2 separate regions of the Mus musculus genome follow, and region 2 is linked to region 1. The links are chromatin contacts, called in public promoter capture Hi-C maps. All regions are on one chromosome and are shown on one strand. Each heading gives the region's core, a stretch centred on a gene start, on an enhancer-like site or on the middle of the called end of the contact. The rest is flanking DNA. Distances are from core to core; before and after follow the strand shown.

Region 1 (5,269 bases), core at 1,361-3,860:
TTAAAATGGCAATTGGTAGGTGTTTAACAATTTGTGTTATGTTTAAACAGTTAAAAAAACAATATTCCTTTCAAATATCATTGTTTTCTAAACATGAAGCCTTGGTTTTACTTCTTATTGTTATTGTACTTGTTCCAGACAGGGTTTCTGCATTGATATTCTTGAAATTCACTCTATAAATTGCCATCCTCCAACTGAGAGATCCAGCTCTCTCTGACCCCTGTCTAGTCAAAATAGGTGGATGTACCACCATCGGCAGCATAAATTTTCAATTATACATTTTATTTCACTTTACTAGAAATTTGTTTCCGTGTGTGTCTGTCTGTGTGCCTATCTTTTCTACAACTGATGCCTGATGATGTGAAAAGAAGATATCTGATCCTCTAGAACTAATGCTTATATGTGCTTGAAAGCCATTACAAGTGTGTTAGAAGACAAACTCATCTTTTATAAGACAGTAATTACTCTCAACTATTGAACAATCTCTTTAGTTTGTAAGCAAAGATTTTAAAGTGATTTTGTCAAACATGGCACCTATTGGAGAATGTTTCAAAGGGAGAAAACTAAATGGTCAGGATGTTAAAAAATGACAGTAGAAAATAAACTTAAAATGGTGAACTTGGTCTAAACAAACATATTAGGCCTGAATATCTGGTTCCATTAGATGTTTTGATAAGTATGCCTGGGTCCCTAATATTCTGCTGAATTAGGCTCTTCTTTGATCACATGTTCAGGTTGTGACTACACTATGGTAGCTCCTCCTCCTATTGAATCACACAATTACAATGCAAAGAAATGGAGACTGCAGAAGACTTGTAAATGGATGCTGCAACTTCAAGGATGGGCACATCTCACGTGAATGACGACCCTCTAAGGTAGGTGTGCATGTAGCAGACACAAACATAGATGTACACATATACATGTGTAATATAACCAATTTAAGGTTACGCCTTACAAATAAACTCAATTCGGATTAGGGTTATTTCATTTGGCTTTGACAATTACTGAGCTGCAACCCTTAATCTACTCTTCTAACTGCTGTCCTGGCTGCCTTCCCAGTGGAAGTTGCAGTTTCTCCTGGCCACATGCTCATGGTCCGTCTGCTCCAGGGCAGCTTCGTCCTTTTTTTCCCATTCCTCCTCCTTGTCCTGGTGTCTCTTCCTTCTCTCTCTTCTCCACCTCCTACCAGCTAACTCAAAACTCACCTGCCTCAAATCCCTCCAGTAATTGGCTGTAGCCAATTTGATTTATCCAGTAGTTTTAAATCAAGGAACAAGGTTTACACAACAGAACCTTGTAAATGTGAGAAGTCAGTAGAGAGTCTAGACCTTTGAGTAGAGAATTTAGCATAACAAAACATAGCAACACACCGAACCTCAACACATACACATATTAGAAAACTTGCTATGCTCAGAAATTCTGTCCTTGTGGTTGCTGACAATGCCTTCCACTGCAATATTCAGGAGGAGGACAGACCACTCATGACCTCATTCTAAACAGACATGCCAATCAAGTGTCCAGGTGAATGTACTGCTTCTTGACTCTAGTTTCTCTAAATCGAGGAAGGTGTTCTGCATCCATAGGTAAACACACTCCCTGACAAAGAACTCAATAGGGACTCTGCACAGTCTTTGCTCTGAAACAGCTTCCTTTTGAATCATAATATATCAGGGAAGTATGAAGCCTTTTCTGCAATGGGGTTTGTAACTTTGACTCAAGCTTGAACTTCACAGGAATAAACCTTCCCAAGAAGAGATGGGAATTCTCAATATTGTATGTTTCCAGTGTAACTTCTTTAATATACCGACCTCATTTGGCAATGCTATGAACATATTTCTGATACCTTTGTATTCAAGAAGGAATTATCTCGGTGTTCTGCTTCGGAGAAATAACGGAAGTTCAAGGCGGATACCACTGATGTTCAAATATTGCCAAATATGAACGATGACAGGCTCACATGAGAGACGGAGAATTCAATACGGAACATCAAACCTAACACAGGCAGAAATCCTATAATACAAAATGGACCAAGAGTTAGGACATACACCACTGCGATCCCAGGAGCTCTGCTCCTCCTCTTGGGAGAGATGCAGAGGAAAGCAAGTGCTCAGAAAATACCTGATGGTTGCTGGCTTTGAATTCTAAGTCTTTTGTCTTAAGCACCTGATATGCTGCGTAGCAGGCAGGGTCACCAAGGATGGTTTCAAGAGCACCTTAAATTAGCTCTTGCTTCCATATTTTTAAGTAAAGCAAGTCATGAAAGTGCGAGTTTTCCATGTGGTAGTAAGATAGTTTAAAATCACGGTGTTCTAGCAGAAATAACTAAGAAACCTGATAAACATCACTGTGAAAGGGTCGACTCACAGGCTAACATTGCGTGCTGGGACCACAGAACTTTAAATGAATCCAAATGCCCTGTGACTGCCCAAGTGCAGAAGACTGTTTCTTCCCAACTTCAAGGAATCACAGTCAGGATACCAGCAGGTGAACAACCCAGTTCTGTGGGTTCATGGAAGTTCTTCGCACTGATTTGTGGGAAATGTAGTCCGGATGCCTGTGACGTCATCAGAAGGCTGGCCGTTGCTATCAAACTTCCGCATTTGATTTTCAAACTTAACTTCTCCCCAGAGTTAGGCGTCTGTCCTGTTGAAACCTTCGTTTGGATCTCTGACATGGAGGTTGGTGCAGGGAACACCGCAACCTTGCAGATCTGAGGGACTGTGCAGGGTGGCGTATCGGGCACGGAAGGAGCTTATCTGGGCTTGTTATGAGACAGGGCAAGCTGCTGACCTGGAGATGTTGTGCTGACCTAGGCTAGGGAAGAAAGTTGGAAACAACAGGATGGCAAGGGCAGGCTGGGTCTGCTGACTGCTTATTTCTGAGATGCTGAAAGGAGCGCACTCATCTTTACTGGGGAAATATGCTCTGCCTAGCTGACCCGTTCTCACGTGGCTGTAGTCAGATTCTCAGGAGATTTAGAACACTTGGACATCTAGCGCCTCCTATACTCTGTGTTCTATCTAGTACTGGAGTTTGACTTCACAAATCTTCCTAAAGTTCCTAGTGCCAGGGACAAAGAGTCCCGTGAGGGTGATTGTTGTGTGGAATGTTAGTTCCTTTTCCTTTGGAATAAAGTGTTAGATTTATGGATGCCTCGGGTTGAATAAGAACTCAGGATGTATAATCCTGTACCTGAATCACCACAATACATGGCTGTATAGCCACAGAGTAGTCCTGTAATTGATATGAACCAGTGTTTGCACAATCCAAATAATTATGAATTTTGCCCTTCTGCTAAAAAAAAAAAACACTAGACAATAATACTCAACAATTCTTAGTATGTGTTCTGTCCAAAATTTGGACTCCTTCTCAGATATGAGAGATGACTTGGTGAGATGAGAGAAATGGAACTCATGATCTCTGGAAGGGACTGGAATGTCTCTGAAAGAGAAAGGAGATGGCCCTCCTCTGGTCACATGATTTTCTTCTGTCTGTTCACATTATCAGAAATATCTAAATTCTCTTAAATGCACTCTGTCCCTGTATCTGGCACCCAGCTTTACTGCTGCTCACTGGACATTTCTAGAATGATTTCCTCATGTTTTCCTGTGGTTGTAAGAAAAATTCAGAAAGCTCTGGCACACTTGGGGTCTTATAATTTTCACATAGGTTCCTGTCCATGCAAAATGCAGTTCTCCTCTTAAAGGGTTAAGAGACAGTTTAGTCAGCCTTTTGAGTGGCCATTATCTGAGAATACAGACTTAGGTTAATCCAAATTCTGTGCTTCAACACAAGGCAGTTTCATGGTTTTACAGAACAGAGAATGTCATTAACCAAGGAAAATTTAAAATACATTGGTGTGTGTCTCATAGAGTCATCGGAGATATTCTATTTACCTAAGATACCATCTGATGAGGTTTTAGCTTTTGGACTGATAGAATTTCATGTTCTGCCTTGTCAGTGGATTCTGAGAGGTTTTTTATCTATTGTCACAAGCTGTGTGGTCCACTATAGAGTGAGGTAATGACTGTCCCTGAAGAGAAAACCAACCCAAGGTAAGACAGCTAACCCTGAACCTGCAGAATTCCAGGCTCTGCCCCTCCGTGAACTTCCACATGGGCCACCAGTGTCTGCACACAAAGACTCCTTGTAAGAGTTTTGCATTCACAGAGTACACACAGGTTTTTGTGTGTGTGTGTGTGTGTGTGTGTGTGTGTGTGTGTGTGTGTGTGTTTTGCAGGGTTTCTCCTCCACAGCTCCTATCACTATTTTCAGTGATCTTGCTTATATTGTCACTCCTCAGTCCAATTGAGTGTTAGTGAGCCGGAGCCTGGCTTATGGCATTGAAGTCTACTCCCAGAAAGCATGGGCTTCAGACAACCTTGTTCTACTAATGGGATTTTCAATGAGTTTCTTGCCATATCTAGAGTAATAGATATTTCCTAATAAATGTTGCTAAACTGTAGGAAAATTATGAGTATATGAAGTTGGAATCTTGTGCTGCCTTGTACATCAAAACATGTTCCTTACAATGTAGAGAGGGTACAGCCGCATGCTATATATAACTTCCAGGTACCAAATATTCATATATATTTTAAATTAAACAGCTCTATGGCAGATAAGTGAACTTAAGCCTAGTCTGTAACTCATTTCTGACAGCTCTGCTTTTTGAGGAGGAGTCAGGAATCCTGGGGTTCAAAATCACCCTCTCCTTCATAGTCAATTCATTGTGAGCCTAGGCTATTTGAGACACGTGGTTTAAAAAGAATATTAAAACGTAGGGTTTTTTTTTTAATGTGGTAATTACTTCTTCTGGTTGGTCTCAGTTCTGAGCACCAGTGACCTGACAGAAATCCATCCAATTCACTTCTTCTAATTATGACAACTTACAAATGTGCTTTAAGAAGTTGTATCAGATATATTTGAAATCTTAAATCCAAATTCCACTAGCATCCTTCTGTTAATGACTAGTGTTTGGGGATTAGAAACTTGTTTCCACTGACTGTGTGGGAAAGGATTCCCCTCTTTGCCTGGCTTGAGTATTCCTCTGTATTTGCAGGGAATGGTAGTTTTGTTTGCATACTCTTCACGATTATTTTCTGACATGACCTCGTGGTGACTTCTGCTGAATTCACATGAATCTTTTGAGAACAGCACTACTGCTGTTCTACAGATAGAATATGACAGCTTATCTACCACTGTCCTTCGCATCTGAAACTGCTACCATCCAGGCAGTAAACTGTCAAGGTGGGCATCCTTCCTCTTCCTC
Region 2 (4,847 bases), core at 722-3,221, 2.2 Mb before region 1:
CCCACCAGATACGTGGCACAGACAAGACTGCGGACTCCGGTTTTACATTTTTCAGAGGTTATCTGGTGACATTCATTCTTTGATTTTGAGTTGGTGGAAGGGAGTGATTTGGGCATGATTGGGTAAAATGTGCCCAAGTTTTACCTGAGCCACACAGATGCTAGGTCAGACAGAGAGGTTCATGCTAAGTATGAAGGGCACGGAAGATTGACTGTAATTTCCCATCTTTCCTGAATCACGATGTTCTAATCAGTCACAGTTTTCAGGACTGGGTCTAGGATTTATTTCTAGATGTGGCTTTCTCGGGAAACTTCAGATCATAGTCAGCAGTGATGCTTGGCCTGTCTCCTCCAGGCTCTTGGTTAAGTTTGAACATCCGAGGATAGGGTTGGCAGCGTTCCTGCTGCTGTCCCCAGGTACAGGCAGCCAATGTAGAAACAGAAGTGAATAAACTCAAAGAAAACTAGCCACGGGTCAGGACCAAGGACAAAGAAGATGGCTTCCCAGTGGATAGCTAGCAAGGTATTAGGTTTGTGTGAGATCAAAGAAGAGCAGCTCACAGGCAGAGAGGATATCGCCCATGCCCTGTAGTGTGGAAGCAGGATGCTGCGATGGGGCTGGAGGGGAATCAGGGTGGGTGTGGTAGTGTACCAGAGAGGTAATGGCATGTGTGCACACTGGAGAGGCATCCACAGAGGAGGAGAGGGTGGAACCTGAACAGAGAAATCCTAGGAAGGATTGTAGTCAGATTCTGGACCATGGACAGTGAGGAAGTGGCTGTGCAAGAACAAAGCCACTCTGAAAGGATGCAGTGTCCGTACATGGTGCAATGACAGCCCGTGCCAACAGGGGGCTTCTGTACTGCCATTGTTTAGAAACTCCTGTGACAGAGAATTTGGTGAGAACCTGAGCTGGCTCCCAGTCTCTTCACTGCCCACCCTAGAGACAGTGTGGAAAGTCAGTATAGCTGTGAATACCTGCTCTGTGGTGTTTGCTTTGTGTGAGCTCGCAGACACAGGCTTGGTGTTAAAGACCACTGGAAATGTCAGATCTGAGTCCTCATCTGGCTTTCTGAGGTAAAGTGTCACAGGGGGCGGATTCCTGCCCTCCCTTGCTGGATATCAGCACCCACCTCATGGCAAAACAACATGGGCTAATGCCCTGAATAATAAGTCACAGAAGGGGCTGGAGAGATGGCTCAGTGGTTAAGGGCACTGACTACTCTTCCAGAGGTCCTGAGTTCAATTCCCAGCAACAACATGCAAGCTCACAACCATCTGTAATGGGATCTGATACCCTCTTCTGGTGGCTGAAGACAGCTACAGTGTACTCATATACATAAAATAAATAAGTAAATAAATAAACCTTTAAAAAGTCGTGGAAGGATGAATTTATCTAAGATAAGATAGTAACCCACAAAGACAATATGAGATTTTGAGTCTTGATCCTCTTTCCTTGTTTCTAGACAACTTAGGGTCAGAACATCCGTTAGTTTTAGATCCTTTTATGATTAAAAAGCCACAGACTTGTTAAGGGCTGTTTTTAAAGATGGCCAGATTGAGGCAAGAAGAATCAGGCAAATGCCAGCTTGGAACCCTGTTTGTGGATTAGGTCAGCGGAGAGACAGCCAGCCACAGGGACGCAGCACCTGAGGAAGTTCTGTACATGGAGGAGAGCGCTTCCCGCTGCCGCTTCTTGATCTCTGCCGGAGGATCACATCATACAGCCCCCGTCATAAAGTTCACAGTGCTTCCCCAAGCTCGCTGCCATCCATGAGACGGGAAGTGAGGTGACAACACCTCATCCCTGTGGCATTAGCGAGGCCTTCACTTGACCATCGTTGCCATGAGACTGAGGAAGGCTGCTAATCTGCCCTCCGAACCTGAATGTGGGGACGTGGACTGAGTGAGCCAGCATTCCGTGTCATGTTTTCTGGTCAGCCGGCAAGACCAGAGGGGGTGGGGGTGGGGGTGGGGGTGGGGGTGCTGTTCTCTACAGCAGAAATGAGCAAAAGTCAATTTATCAAGGCACATAACAGTACAGAGCAGGGATTTCAAAGCATGCCGTTGCTTTGTCAAACACACTGGCTACCCTCTAGAAAGCCGAGGATCCCCTACTTCACGGGGCGCTACCCCAACACCCAGCCCATATCCTTCTCTAGTGTGTATGGAGGAGGGGCTGGAGGAGAGCGGATGGCCCAGGGTAGCCGCAACCAACCTCAGTCCTTTTTGTGGAGAATTTGTCATCTTGGACACCTGCCTGGACTATCAAGATCTTGGACTACTGCTGCAGGGCAGAGCGCACACCCGGCGAGGCCCAGAGTTCCTCTGTGGGACCGACACACTCCTGAAAGCGCAGATGCCCCCTCAGTGCCAACTCAAGGCATAGGAGTGGCGGCAGCAGCCCACTGCTCTCAGGGGAGTTTGCCTAAACACTGTCCCCTGCCATTTCTCTGCTGGAGGTAAGATGACATTTCCCCAATGAGTGTCTGTGAGGGCAGCCCCAAAATGAACAAAACTGACCATTCTTGAAGACTCAGATTGCTGTGGGCACTGCACATGTTCAATCTGCTTGCTCTGTATTCTCTCACAGGAACTGTGCTGTGAGGCTCTGGCCGCCATCAGTTCAATGACTCAAGTTTAAAAAGAAGGTGAAATTCAGAAGAAAAATCCAGAAGGAAGGAGACCTGTCAGCAACCTGCAGCCCATGCCTATGCTAATGAGATTGCTAGTGACAGCCAAGCTTTGGAGGCATTCGATGTCCCCTGGAATATCCCTGCAGGCAAGGCTTTGAGCCCAGCCTCGGTCTGTCTGGAGTTGGGGGGGGGGGGGGGCGTGTGGCTCCCCGGCAGCCAGCGGGCCGAGCCAGGCTTTGCTGTCATGAGGAAAGAATCTGCAGGTCTGTAAACTTGCTATTTTTAGGCCTTAGTGGGGCTGAGCCAGTTCCCCAGTGTAGTAGGGCCCTCATATTTTACTAAATAGAACCTTGAAAAGTTATGACACAGGTCTCGGACTTAAAAACTTCAGAGGGTTGAAATGCCACATGGCTAATTCGTGAAGACAAAGGCACTGATCCCGAACCCCTTTTGTTCTCCCAGGTTGCTCCCCCAGTCCACGCCCACTTCAGCAAGCAGCTCGCCTGATGCCACCCACTAATTGTGAGTCTTCCCGCATGTACTCACTTTGAGGCCTGGCCTGGCAACTGTGCTCAGTGGCAGCCATCATGTCCACTAGCTCAGGGTGCCTCCCATGTAGGGGGCATTTCCTGATTTCCTTGTGTACCGTAAATCAGGAGAACGACCTCCAGCCGTCATGAAACCCATATCCCGGAAGCTCTCCTCTCTGTCCAACTCCCCCAAGAGACCCGGTGGCTCTCCTTCAAAATGTATGCTGCCAGTGGCTATGTGTCTTCCTGGCAACTCCACAGAGTTACCTGGCATGCCCCCACAGCCTGCTCCTTTCCACAGGCTTACTGAATGTCCCTCTAGAGAAGGCCAGTTCAATCTAACTGCCTGGCTCAGAATTCTCCAGGTCCAACTTGTTACTCTGGCGTGAGAAAGCACGTTCTATGACTTGGGAGCTCAAGGCAGCTTTCCTCTAGGGGTTGGTCTCCCAGATATTCCTCCTCTTGCCTCCGTAAATGCCATGGACAAGAGCTAATAACTTGTCGAGCAGTGGTAGCACATGCCTTCAATCCCAGCACTTGGGAGGCAGAGGCAGGTGAATTTCTGAGTTCGAGGCCAGCCTGGTCTACAGAGTGAGTTTCAGGATAGCCGGGGGCTACACAGAGAAACACTGTCTCGAAAAACCAAAACTAAAAAAAAAAAAAAAAAAAAAAGCTAATAACTCAGCTGCTAGATATGGCAGCTCACATGGTAAGCACATGCGGGATGCTGGGATAAGAGGCTGTCCCAAGTTTGAGGCCAGCGTGGGCTAAACAGTGAATTCCAGGCCAGCTAAAAGGGTGGGGCGAGATTATAGAACAACTTGAGAAACAGAAATGAAGAGCTGCTCTTTACAGCTGGGGGAGAGAGCTAGGCTGACTCGAGAGTGGGAGGCAGGCTGTGGGTCTGTCTGCTGTTGTTTTCCTTCACTTAGAGGATGAGGCTCAGAGCAGCCTGGAAGGGTTGGAGGAAATCCCAGATTCTTACCGAATCGCAGAGGAGTGAGAGTTGCCTGCGGTATAAGGTCTGTGGCGGGGTCACTCTTGAAAGCCGGCCGCAGTGTGAAATCCCTTTCATTTTCATATGTAATCTCAAGTGTAAGTGAGCAGGCTCATCCACCTTTTCCAGAAGATTTGGGGTGTGAGGTCAGAGGCTTTTCTAATTCCCCAAGGCTGTGTGTGACCAAACACAGAGCTGAAAGTTGGAAACTGGTACCCCCCCCCCCCCAGGCCCTAGTCCTCACTGAGTCATGAGGGGCTGTTTGCCCTGTTTACAGACTTGGCTCCCATAGGAGTTCTGTACATTTTTCCTGGGGTGGACAAGCTGGGTTTCCTCACTTAGGCTTCCTGCCTAGAGAGTGGAGTCTCTACTTACTGACTCCTGGCACCTGAGGTAGTAGCCAGGTGTGGCACTGGGCTACCCTGAGATATGATCTCGGCCAGGAAATGCTGCCAACTTGGCCGATTTGGCTGTGGGGAGTGTCCAAGGGCAGCCCGTGGTGTGCAATGTTGGCACTCAGCAATCACTTCCTGTCCCCTCAGACCACAACCAGGAGGGACGAGGAGGAGATATGGAAGAAATATGGGAAAGCACGAATGCTCTTGTTTTAGCTGGTATTTGCCCTCGGCACTGTAGAGTCTAGTCACTCTGAGAAATAAAAGGGGCATCCTATAAACTGAGTGCC

What was found. Promoter capture Hi-C pulls out the DNA fragments that hold promoters and counts their contacts.
Region 2: a promoter capture Hi-C map of pre-B cells shows a contact between it and region 1, with 2.4 times the contacts expected there. The contact joins the promoter of A530095I07Rik here to the promoter of Zfp953 in region 1. A contact is called at or near these places in 1 of 39 promoter capture datasets (pre-B cells) and 1 of 115 datasets of contacts at active chromatin or transcription factors (astrocytes).

The regions. Positions count from the first base shown.
Region 1 is chr13:67,357,913-67,363,181 of GRCm38.p6, reverse strand. Zfp953 (zinc finger protein 953) reads left to right here and starts at 2,610. Exons shown (of 4, transcript NM_001038651.3): 1 at 2,610-2,678. The coding sequence starts at 2,673. Gm17039 (predicted gene 17039) reads right to left here and starts at 2,517. Exons shown (of 2, transcript NR_167764.1): 1 at 2,119-2,517; 2 at 1-2,010.
Region 2 is chr13:69,541,193-69,546,039 of GRCm38.p6, reverse strand. It overlaps A530095I07Rik (a long non-coding RNA gene), which reads left to right and starts at 1,971. Exons shown (of 2, transcript XR_001780994.2): 1 at 1,971-2,461; 2 at 2,593-2,646.